2 separate regions of the Triticum aestivum genome follow, and region 1 is linked to region 2. Evidence: chromatin contacts called from public Hi-C data. All regions are on one chromosome and are shown on one strand. The core of a region is the stretch at or near the end of the contact, and the rest is flanking DNA. Distances in the headings are between cores, read along the strand shown.

Evidence for each region. Hi-C and Micro-C count contacts between places; a contact is called where the count stands out from the background.
Region 1: a Hi-C map of leaf shows a contact between it and region 2, with 5 times the contacts expected there. The contact joins the promoter of LOC123128611 here to the promoter of LOC123128610 in region 2. A contact is called at or near these places in 2 of 5 Hi-C or Micro-C datasets (both in leaf).

Annotation. Positions count from the first base shown.
Region 1 is chr6A:573,682,018-573,687,560 of IWGSC CS RefSeq v2.1, reverse strand. LOC123128611 (isoleucine--tRNA ligase, chloroplastic/mitochondrial) reads right to left here and starts at 1,727. Exons shown (of 22, transcript XM_044548657.1): 1 at 1,477-1,727; 2 at 1,215-1,383; 3 at 44-198. The coding sequence starts at 1,500.
Region 2 is chr6A:573,151,013-573,156,471 of IWGSC CS RefSeq v2.1, reverse strand. LOC123128610 (serine/threonine-protein kinase RIPK) reads left to right here and starts at 1,902. Exons shown (of 3, transcript XM_044548655.1): 1 at 1,902-2,600; 2 at 2,681-2,817; 3 at 3,697-4,609. The coding sequence starts at 2,039. The coding sequence ends at 4,398. LOC123128609 (protein OPAQUE1) reads right to left here. Exons shown (of 38, transcript XM_044548654.1): 37 at 5,350-5,432; 38 at 4,789-5,206. The coding sequence ends at 5,086.

The DNA.
Region 1 (5,543 bases), core at 478-2,977, 530 kb before region 2:
GTTTCGTTTTCATTTATAGCTCTACTTGAAAAAGTAAACTCACCCCAGTATTCCTTTCGGACACCCTCTTCAGCACCTGGTTCTCCTCCCACAACTTCTGGAGCTCCGGTTCGCGCATAACAGAGTTTGCTCTCAAGCCAAAACTCGTCTTTGGGAGATCCACCGTGTGCTTGTATTTCCCATCTTCTTGTTTTGCACCTAGGAAAAACCGACAAGCTATCAGTTCTAGGTACCTCTGTGTTCTAACACCCCAAGGAGGACCAATGACTAAAACGAGACTCAACCTGTCAAACATCAACTAAATGCTTATTTCAGTTTCAAATGGTCCAGATCAAAACACTTATATCATTAAGAGATTTTATTTTGAAACATGCCAAATCGGACTACCTAGACTGTTTCCCGCAAAAAAAAGAGACTACCATATGTCTTATTGAGACTCTCAATGGAAGGAACTTTTATCCCCATGACTGCACTCAGGTATATTAAACATGGAGAGTTTTTCTAACTTTTAACTCTGAACTTCTAAGAATAGCAGAATTATTCATTAAATCATCAAATTGCCATATTCTGGGTATATATAGCATATAATCTCAATCGGTTAGCATCATCACAAGCACAATCACCACCGTCTGAGCACTGTTTCCACCATCCAACATCTAAAATAAGCTCACCTGTTCTTCTAGTTATTCACAAAATGAAAACCAAGATTGCTTTGATACCAAGACACTGGATGCAGAAAGCTTATATTGATGGAAGTCTCATACAGACCAAAAAGAGAACATGGTGACAAATTGTGATGAAGGCGTAGACACCTTAAATAAAAAATTGCATACACAATGACCTAATTACAATGGAATGACCCAGCATGAAACATTTGTCAAAGAGCAACATCTATCAAGCTAAACCGACCAGATTAAGCTCAAGTTACACGCATACATCAAGTGAACACCCCGTCAGTCCCAACTACGACCACGGGCAAATTTCACTCAGAACCCTGATCCGCAATCGATCCGAAGCTCAGGAAACTGCACTCAAATTCATTCGTCTAATCCTACTACTGCTTGTGTCCCTAGTCCCTAGCGCCGGATGCAACTCACGAGCAATCGACCTCAAAAAACGGACGCCCCATTGCAACACGGAACAGACGGTCGCCGATTCCCCAAACCAAAAACCCCACCCTGAACCCCTAATGACGCGAGCGAGAGACGGCTCACCCTCCGCGGCCTTCTTCGCGGCCATGACGGGGCCCCGGGACCGGCGCTTCGAGGCCGACGACGACGGGGCGAAGAGGTCGCTCAGCTCGGTGGAGAACGGCCGCCGCGCCGCCACCGGGGCCGCCCCCAGCCTGCGCAGCGGGAAGCGGCATCTCTGCGTCGAGAAGACCTGCGGAAGAGCGGGGGCTCGTGAGGAGTGCCTCTAGGAGCTTCGGCAGTACAAGGGGGGGGGGGGGGGGGGGGGGGGGGGGGGGCCGCTTACGCGACAGCAGGAGGCGGCGTCCATCCGACGCCGGCGCCGCGAGACGAGCGAGCGAGCGGGCGAGCTCGAACTGGTTCCGTTGGGGAGGGGGCCCCGCCAGGCCGGTCGACGGCTAGGTGGGTTCTGCTATGGGCGCGACAATGGCGGCATCGGGGATAAGGGGATTGGCGAGCGAGGGGAGAGGGGAGGAGGAGAGAGCCTGAACCGAAGAAGAGGGGTGTGGAGGTTTTTTTTTGTGGGCTAGGTGTGGGGGCCTGGGGGGTTCGCTCGTTCGCGGAGGCCGATGAGGCTGCCGTGTGGGGCCCTCTTTGTTGGGCCACTTTGTGAAGAGGGCGTCATCATGGTTGGGCCACTTTGTGAGGAGGGAGCTACTGGGCTAGGCCGCGCTGTAGAGGTCAACTTGGGCTCTATTAGCTGTTCGACACGCTCCCGTGCCCACTTGGCCCAAAATGGAAAGGCTGCGAATAGTGTGTTTTTTTCGCTCAAAGATAATAATTTGGCAGTCTGGACTCTGGGGAAGAGCAAGAAGAACCTCTCAAAGAAATACATACAGTACAGACGAGAAGCAGCATAGGCTGGCTCCTGCACAAGCACAACTCAAGTCGGTTCAAACGGAGCTTTGTTACCGTGGACAAATCTCAGCTCGTTTGCAGTTAAAATCGCAACTATCATCCCCAAAAAAGGTTTCGAAAGTTCAAAACCACGACCTCTCTCACTCACTCATGATTTAAAATAGATTCTGCTTCACATTTGCTACAGCCAATCTCCATGCATGTTCATGGCGGCCACTGGACTCGTAACTCTTATTTAGCTTGTTCAGAACATGGCCAGGCACGAAGTGTCATAATAATGAATTAATCGAAGGTAGCAGTAGAGTACATGATGTGGGAATGGATCACTGAGACGGGAGGAAATAGAACGCCGGAGAATTTTTACCTGAAACCGGAGCCATCTTCCTCACGAGCTGGATGTTCGGCCAGGGTCTCAATCTCTCAAATCGGTGGAGAGACTTTTACCTTGTACCCTGTACTATATATAGAAAAAGCACTTACTTGCGTGCCAAGCGTCATGTTATATACTTCTACAATGCATCACAAGAGTAGGAATTAGCATTACGCAGGCTCCACGCAAATTCAAACTTGTCGGAATTAGTTACTAGTATATGCTCTGCTACGGTAGAAGTAAATTAGAAGTCAATTCGGTTAAAAGAAAACTGCGGCTTGGTCCTAGCACGGCAAATCGAGAATGCTAAACTATACCACGTCGCCCTCGGAACTGATGGAGCTCACGTTGCACATACCTACAAGTAGTGTGAACATGTTTAGCAGAAGGATATCCTACAAACAAGTCAATGTTGGTGCCCATGATGTGCCCGTAGTTGCTCTCTTCAGGTCGAGGACATGTGAGACTTGAGGGGGGTGTTAGTGCATCTCTAATCGAACCCTAAAATTATGAACCCGTCTAAGGCGCATTTAGATGCGACATTGTTATTGCACATCTAAATGACGTGGTTCCCGCATAGACCCTGGACCCGTCCCTCATCATATCATCTTCTATGATTTCAGCGGCATCTGCCCTTTATATCTTACCACTCACCTGACTATTGTTCCTTCTGCATCCTATATGTATATTATAGTTCAACCTAGTGCTCTCTCCAGTCCTTTTTACTCTGCATATAAGATTTCTTTGTAGTCAAACTTCGTAAAGTTTAACCAACTTTATGGAAAAAATTAACATTCATAATGAAATCAATATCATTAGATGTATCATGAATTTAATTTTCATATTGTATAACTTTAGTAATGTAGGTATTGATTATTTTTCATATAAATATCTTATGTACTGTAGGTAATGACATCCAGCTGTGCTAGCCACCTTTATTGATTAGATTCAATCTACATGCTAGATGTATCTACTTGAGATGAGATTAAACAAAAAAAAAAGACAACCAGCAGTAAGTGAAAATCCAAGACACCAGCCTCATTTGTTTGGGTTTTAGGACTATGCATTCTAGTTCCATTTTTTTCTGCATGTTTCATATCGGTTCACACGGTTCAGAAACCCAGAAGTCCCCTTCCCTCCTTTTCAGACGCAAATTACCACGGCGTTTGCACTTAAGTTATCAGAAATGAGGGTCATATATTACCATACTATTTACATAGAAATTACTGGGGTATGTTCGTAAACAACGTTTTCCCTTTGTCAAATGTTACCGTGGTGATTGTACTTAAGTTATCGTGTGAGCTTTGTATATTATCATACTATTTATATAGAAGTTATCCGAGGATATTTTTCAATACACCCCCCCCCCCCAGTAAAGAATGTTATCACGTTGTTTGTACTTAAGTTATGAGATATTAAGTTTGTATACTATCATACTATTTACATAGAAGTTTCTTTTCAATAACTTTTTCCCCCTGGTTAAGTTTACCGCGATGTTTGTACTAAATTGTCAGATATGTGGTTCGTATATTACAGTGCTATTTTCACATAAATTACCGGGGTACGGTTTTCAATAATTTTTTCCTCTTTGGACAAAGTTACCGCGATGTTCTGAACTTAAGTTATCACGCCTACGATGCCTATATTACCATGATATTTACACATTAGTTACATGGGTATGTTTTTCAACAACATTGCTCCACCGGGTGTCAAACTTACCGTGTTTTTATACCTAAGTTATCATGCCTGCATTGCGTAAATTATCATGTAGTTTACACTGAAGGTACGGGAGGCAAAAAAAAAAGGTTTCCCAATCTTCTCCCCATGAACTAGACACTGAAGTTATCATGTCTGTGGTGTGTTAAATTACAATGCTATTTAGGAAGGAGTTATCGGTGTATGTTTCAAATTTTTTCCCCCGAATTGAAGTTAACAGGGCACGGGGTATTTTAACTTACCAGCCATGCGGTGCGAAATTACCATGCTATTTTCGCGGGAATTACCGGGGTATGTTCCAGCACCCGGTCAAAAGTTACAGGCCCAGGTAACTTAGCAGCCCCTCAGGCCATCATTTAGAAAAACTCCTTGCAATAAGTTCTTTGATAATCACTAGGGTGGAATGAGTTATCTACGGGTCGATTCCATAAGTTTTTGATTCACTAACTCCACCAATGTACAACTACATGGATTGATGAATCTCAGCACAAGCATGATGTAGCTGACCTGGTGTAACGCCCTCGATGCGGCTATATCTCCCACGTGTCGAAGCACGACTTAGAGGCATAACCGCATTGAAAGCAATGTCGCAAGTGAGGTAATCTTCACACAACCCATGTAATACACAAGGGAAAGAGATACATAGTTGGCTTACAATCGCCACTTCACACAATTACATGAATAAAGCATTACAACATCCAAATACAATCAAGGTCCGACTACGGAACCAAAATAAAAGAAGAACCCCAAATGCGACAAGGTCCCCGATCGACCCCCAACTGGGCTCCACTACTGATCAACTAGAACGAAACAACACAAAGGACAAGATTTTCATCGAGCTCCTCCTGAGCTTGGTTGCGCCATCTGCACGGACTCATCGGCACCTGCAAACTGGTTTTGGAAGTATCTGTGAGCCACGGGGACTCAGCAATCTCGCACCCTCGCGATCAAGACTATTTAAGCTTATGGGTAAGGTAAAGGTATGAGGTGGAGCTGCAGCAAGCGACTAGCATATATGGTGGCTAACATACACAAATGAGAGCGAGAAGAGAAGGCAAAGCATGGTCGATAAAAGTATGATCAAGAAGTGATCCTAAAACAACCTACGTCAAGCATAACTCCAACACCGTGTTCACTTCCCGGACTCTGCCGGAAAAAGACCATCACGGTTACACACGCAGTTGATTCATTTTTAATTAAGGTCAACTTCAGGTTTTCTACAACCGGACATTAACAAATTCCCATCTGCCCATAACCGCGGGCATGGCTTTCGAAAGTTCATAACCCTGCAGGGGTGTCCCAACTTAGCCCATCACAAGCTCTCACGGTCAACGAAGGATATTCCTTCTAGCGGGAAGACCCGATCAGACTCGGAATCCCGGTTACAAGACATTTCGATAATGGTAAAA
Region 2 (5,459 bases), core at 653-3,152:
ATTTTTCTGGTCTTATAACCTACATTTTTTGTTTTTTTATACAAAATTTTACATATTGAATCAATATGCATGTAACTATTTATATTCTAAACGTAATTTATTTAGAAAGCGATCGTAAGATTACCTTGGGTGAAGAATAACTTATTTTGCACCCTGGTTGATAAATAGTAACACTACTCGATTTTAATACAATTTTAATGCTTTTCTCCATAAAAATGATCCAGATCTATTATCAAAGTTCACTGGAAGTACAAAGCATCTCAAACATAATAAAATTTACATGGAGATTCCGAGACCATCGAACGACCACCGGTGCCGTCAGAATAAGCCGCCGACACGCCGTTGTCGCCGCTCCCATACTGGAGCCGGCTTGACCTTGTCGATGACAGTCGGAAAATCTTCGTGTGCGTGCCCTAAAGACCAGCGCCCTGGAGCCGCAGTCGTCGTCGTTGAACCCCTGAATACATCTGACACACCTGACACCAAAGTTTTACACATGATGAGAAACCCTAACCTCACTGTCACAAGGAAGCGACAGGAATCTACGTCAGAGCTCCGTCAACTACTTCCAGATGGACGAATTCGAGAAGGATTGGAGCCTAGAAGGCAAACTCGAAGAAAAAGCGCTGCCATCCGCTCGAGCGCTGCACCTGTGAGGATAAAAAAATTCTAACCTAAACTACTAACTGGAACGGAGGCACTGGGATTCCTCTCCCCGTCACCGCCCGCCGGAACGACAGGCAGAGGGGGGGGAGGGGGGGCAAATCCACAGGCTCACCGGCGAAGCTTGGAGGAAAAAGTTTACCCTGACCATCAAGGGATAGAGGAGGGAGAGAGAAACCCTAGATGGGTTCTTAACAGCCAAGTGATGACATGATCAGGGGAGTGTCAGTACAACTTTAATACCTAATTAAGTCCCATTCCGCTCTTTATGTTGTCAAAATCCCGGTAGTCGTTGAGAATTAATTAAGAACATAAACGTTCCTACGTACGTACGCGGGCGCGAACTGGTCTTGTCAGCCATAGAAGCCTCTTGAGAATGGTGGGTGGGTGCGTCGCCATCTTACCATGGCCATGAGACGACGACGCAGAGCTAGCTAGCAATATTTTGTAGCCGGCCAAACGCTCCCTTTACAAAAGCGAGAGGCACCCGCGAGAGTTCCCACCCGCACCCTGACGGCGACACGTAACTACGCGGCCATTTTCTTCCATCATCATCATCAAAGTACTAGTATTAAACTGTTAATTTCTCCGTCTCAAATGCAGCTATAGCCTAAAGGTGGCCCTTCCTCAACGGCTCCGTTGAACTGACGTTACCAGTTACCTCAGCAGCCATCCGAAGTTGCAGTGGTGAAAAAGAAGCGTATGCTATCAGCAAAACAACAGGAGTAGCAGGTGGTAAAAATGGCTACAGTGTGCATCACAGCGCGACACGTACGTACGTACATCCTTGTCATACGCACTGACCGATTGTACATATTTCGACCACGAAACTGCACTATACTTGCACAGCCAAGAAGTACACGAGCTAGAGTCCACACGCGTCCTTGTCATACGTACAAACGTCAGACGCCGGCCAGCGGCCAGCTGCGTTCCGGATCATTTTTCCCTACAGCCAGCGATCGAGCTAGTCGCATTCACCTCTAACCCAAGCCAGCACACAATGCCCAACTCGCCGGAGCAATCTCACCATCAACGTTACCGTCCGCGCAACCCACGCAGATTCGATTTACCGCGCCGCGTTGCTCCGGCCAGGTCAAACCGTCGGACCCTTCCGTTTACACCCGCGCCTGGGCTACCCCTCCCCCCGTGACCACGACCCGATCCATCCATGGCGCCATCCGACCAACCCACCACCCCGCTATATATACGCGCACGCGCCCCACCCACCCTCCACACCGCACCTCGACCCATCTCGTCAACCCATCATCATCCACTCCCAATCCCCATTCCATTCCAAGAACGAACGGAATCAGTTCGTTTCACTCGATCGCCAAGGAAGCACTCGACCTCCGTCGATCGCCGCATCGCCAGCACCATGAGGGCGTTCCTGAAGGGCTGCTTCTACCCGCGCGGCGGCGCCACGGACCCGGCGGCGGTGGCAGACGGCGACGAGGCGACCACGGCCACGGCCAAGGCCACGGCGCCGCCGAGGCCATCGGCCAAGAAAACCAAGAAGAAGTCGATGCGGCGGGCGCCGAGCGCGACGGCGCGGCTGCGGACGCTCTCCTTCGACAACCTGTCCCGCACGCTGGCCTCGTCGGGGATGCACGCCTTCACCGTCGCCGAGCTGCGGGCCGCCACGCGCAACTTCTCCGGCAGCCACTTCATCGGCGAGGGCGGGTTCGGGCCGGTCTACAAGGGCTTCCTCGACGACAAGGTGGTGCCGGGGATGCAGCCGCAGCACGTGGCCGTCAAGTACCTGGACGCCGAGGGCCCCCAGGGCCACCGCGAGTGGCTCGCCGAGGTCGTCTACCTCGGCATGCAGCTCAGCCACCCGCACCTGGTGAAGCTCGTCGGCTACTGCTACCAGGAGCACCACCGCATGCTCGTCTACGAGTACATGGCCCGGGGCAGCCTCGAGCACCACCTCTTCAAGAGTAAGAATTCGTCCACATACAGTTCTTCGCCGATTGATCACGCCGACATGGTTACTGATCTTGGATGATTTGTCTTGCAGATCTGCTGGCGAGCTTGCCGTGGGCGACGAGGCTGAAGATCGCGGTGGGGGCGGCCAAGGGGCTGGCGTTCCTGCACGAGGCGGAGACGCCGGTCATCTACCGGGACTTCAAGGCCTCCAACATCCTGCTCGAATCGGTGAGTAGCACTCCGTCATCCCTACCAACTCCGGCGGGCATGTCATATCCCGTTCACGTTCATACCTCCGTTTCCTGTGTATGTACACGGACACACGACTAGTTCGTCGGCGCGCCTCTGCACATACGATTTGATATGACGACCGTCTCCGTATCCCATTTCTGCGGGCGTACGTGCCAGCACGTTCTAAAACCAGCTGGTTGGCCGATCTCTGTCGGTTTATATTTCTCTAATGATGATCTCGCGGAGACTTTGATCCGTTGAACGGGCAAAGCCATGGACTTAACCTCTATTAATTAGTAGTATAAATACTTAATTACTGTTAGCCACTAACAACCACAAATTTGAATATGCGTATAACCAGTAGCCTTTTTTCCCGGTTGAATTATCTCAATTGTCTATGCCTCGGACGGGATCAGACAAGCATAAATGTCCCTGTCATTGTGAGGGGGTAGGAAACGTGCCCTCGAGGATAATACAAAATTGGCCTCTTCGTGTTCTTAATCAATTCTCCTAGGCTAGGCTACTATATTAGCACCAGCTAGAACGCACAAGAACACGAAGAGGGAGTAGGCTATATTAGCACCAGCTAGAACGCACAAGCTGTAGCCTGTAGGAGCTAGCCGGCCAACGTAGTCGCACCTGTCTAAATCAACCACACCCACAGCATACATCTAGTATGATCACCTAACCCAGCCACCTTACTTGACACCCCAGATAAGATAACCAGGTAGTACAGATGTCAAAATACCACACAAACAGTTCGGTACACATCCACCAAAACAACCGTGCATACATTTCACGTGTATATTACTGTTAACCAGTACACGTCGATCGACCGGTGATTCTGACTGTGTGTGTGTGCCTATGTTATCGCAGGACTACACGGCGAAGCTGTCGGACTTCGGGCTGGCCAAGGAGGGCCCGTCGGGGGACGACACGCACGTGTCCACCCGGGTGATGGGCACGCACGGCTACGCGGCGCCGGAGTACATCCTCACGGGCCACCTCACGGCGAGGAGCGACGTGTACAGCTTCGGCGTGGTGCTGCTGGAGCTGCTCACGGGCCGCCGGAGCGTCGACAAGCGCCGCCGCGGCCGCGAGCAGAACCTCGTCGACTGGGCCCGGCCCTACCTGCGCCGCCCCGACCGGCTGCACCGCGTCATGGACCCGAGCCTCGAGGGCAGCTACTCCGCCGAGGCCGCCGCCAAGGCCGCCACGGTGGCGTACAACTGCCTGCACAGCGTGCCCAAGAACCGCCCCACCATGCGCGAGGTCGTCGACTCGCTCGAGCCGCTCATGCGCATGTCCCGCGACGTGCCCGCCGGGCTGTTCGTCTACACCGCGCCGTCAGAGCCGTCGCCGGTGGCCAAGGCCGTCGCGGACAAGGCCGATGTGGCTGCGGAGGCCGGCGAGGAGGCCAAGGACGGCGGCGCTAGCGCTTCGGCGGCCGCGGCCAGGAAGAAGTGCCAGCGCTCGGCCGTGCACGCCGAGAGCGCGGCGCCGAAGTACGCGAGCTCGGTGGCGGCAGGGAACGAGAGCCGGGGCTCGCCGAGGCAGAGAAGGGACAGAGGGGCGTGAGCAACGATGCCACGCGTGTGTTCGTGTGTGCTTGAGATCTTTTTTTGTCCAAATTGTTCAAAGTGTACATAATTGAAAGAACCAGGATGCGTAATCTGTTGGTTGATTAATTTTATTTTCTTTTCTTGGTGATGTATTTGCATCACACAAGAGCAAAAAGTGTTAGTACAGAATTTTTTTTCAAGGCCAAAAGGATGGCGTTCTTTCTTCATTTGCTCTCCGAGACGTTCCTTTTTTTTAAAACGAATCATCTGCAGCATATTGTTTGGTACAGGTACTAAAACAAGTTCAACCACTCCCATAGCTAATGCTTTCAACTACCATCACTTTTGCAGAGATTAGAACGCATCTGGTTACGAACGCGAAACATGTTCTGCACCAAACAGGACATTTTGCCACAGATGTAATCAATTTCGGGCAACTGCTTCGCATTTCTACAGTATTCTTTGTACAACATAGATAGCCAAGACAACTGGACACCCACGAAGCCAGGGCCGTTCGGCGTCTAGCAACAATTGTTGCTTTGGAACTGCATACCTACCACCCCCTTCCACCCTAGATCAAATTTGCCCTAGAAAACTAAACAACAGTACAACATTGCTGAAGGGGTGCAACCCCATAAAAATCTGGGGATTAACTGATCTTCAAGCCCAAACCTCCTTGTTGTTCTATTACACAGGGAGTGGGTCATGATGCCGTCAGTAGAAACTGCGCAGATGGATAGTGATGAAGAGATTCCGGCAGCTCCACATCCGCATAGTCTATCGCTGGGATGGCGATCGATAAATCCTCGGTCGAAAATGGTATGCTGCACCAAACAAGCATAAAATGTAAGTGCAAAATCGGCAACCACATAAACATACTCCACACTCTACAAACAAAACACGAAACTTTGAAAGGAGCATTTTCTACAGTGTGTTAAGCGGTAACTACCAAGAAAATTATAGCTACCTTAAATCGTCATCCAACAAAAATGAATTTGACGCGAGGTTCTGAGTATCTTTGTTGACCATCTCCCGCATTGCAGAAACGACCTGTAAAATCATAACATTTTCAAAAAA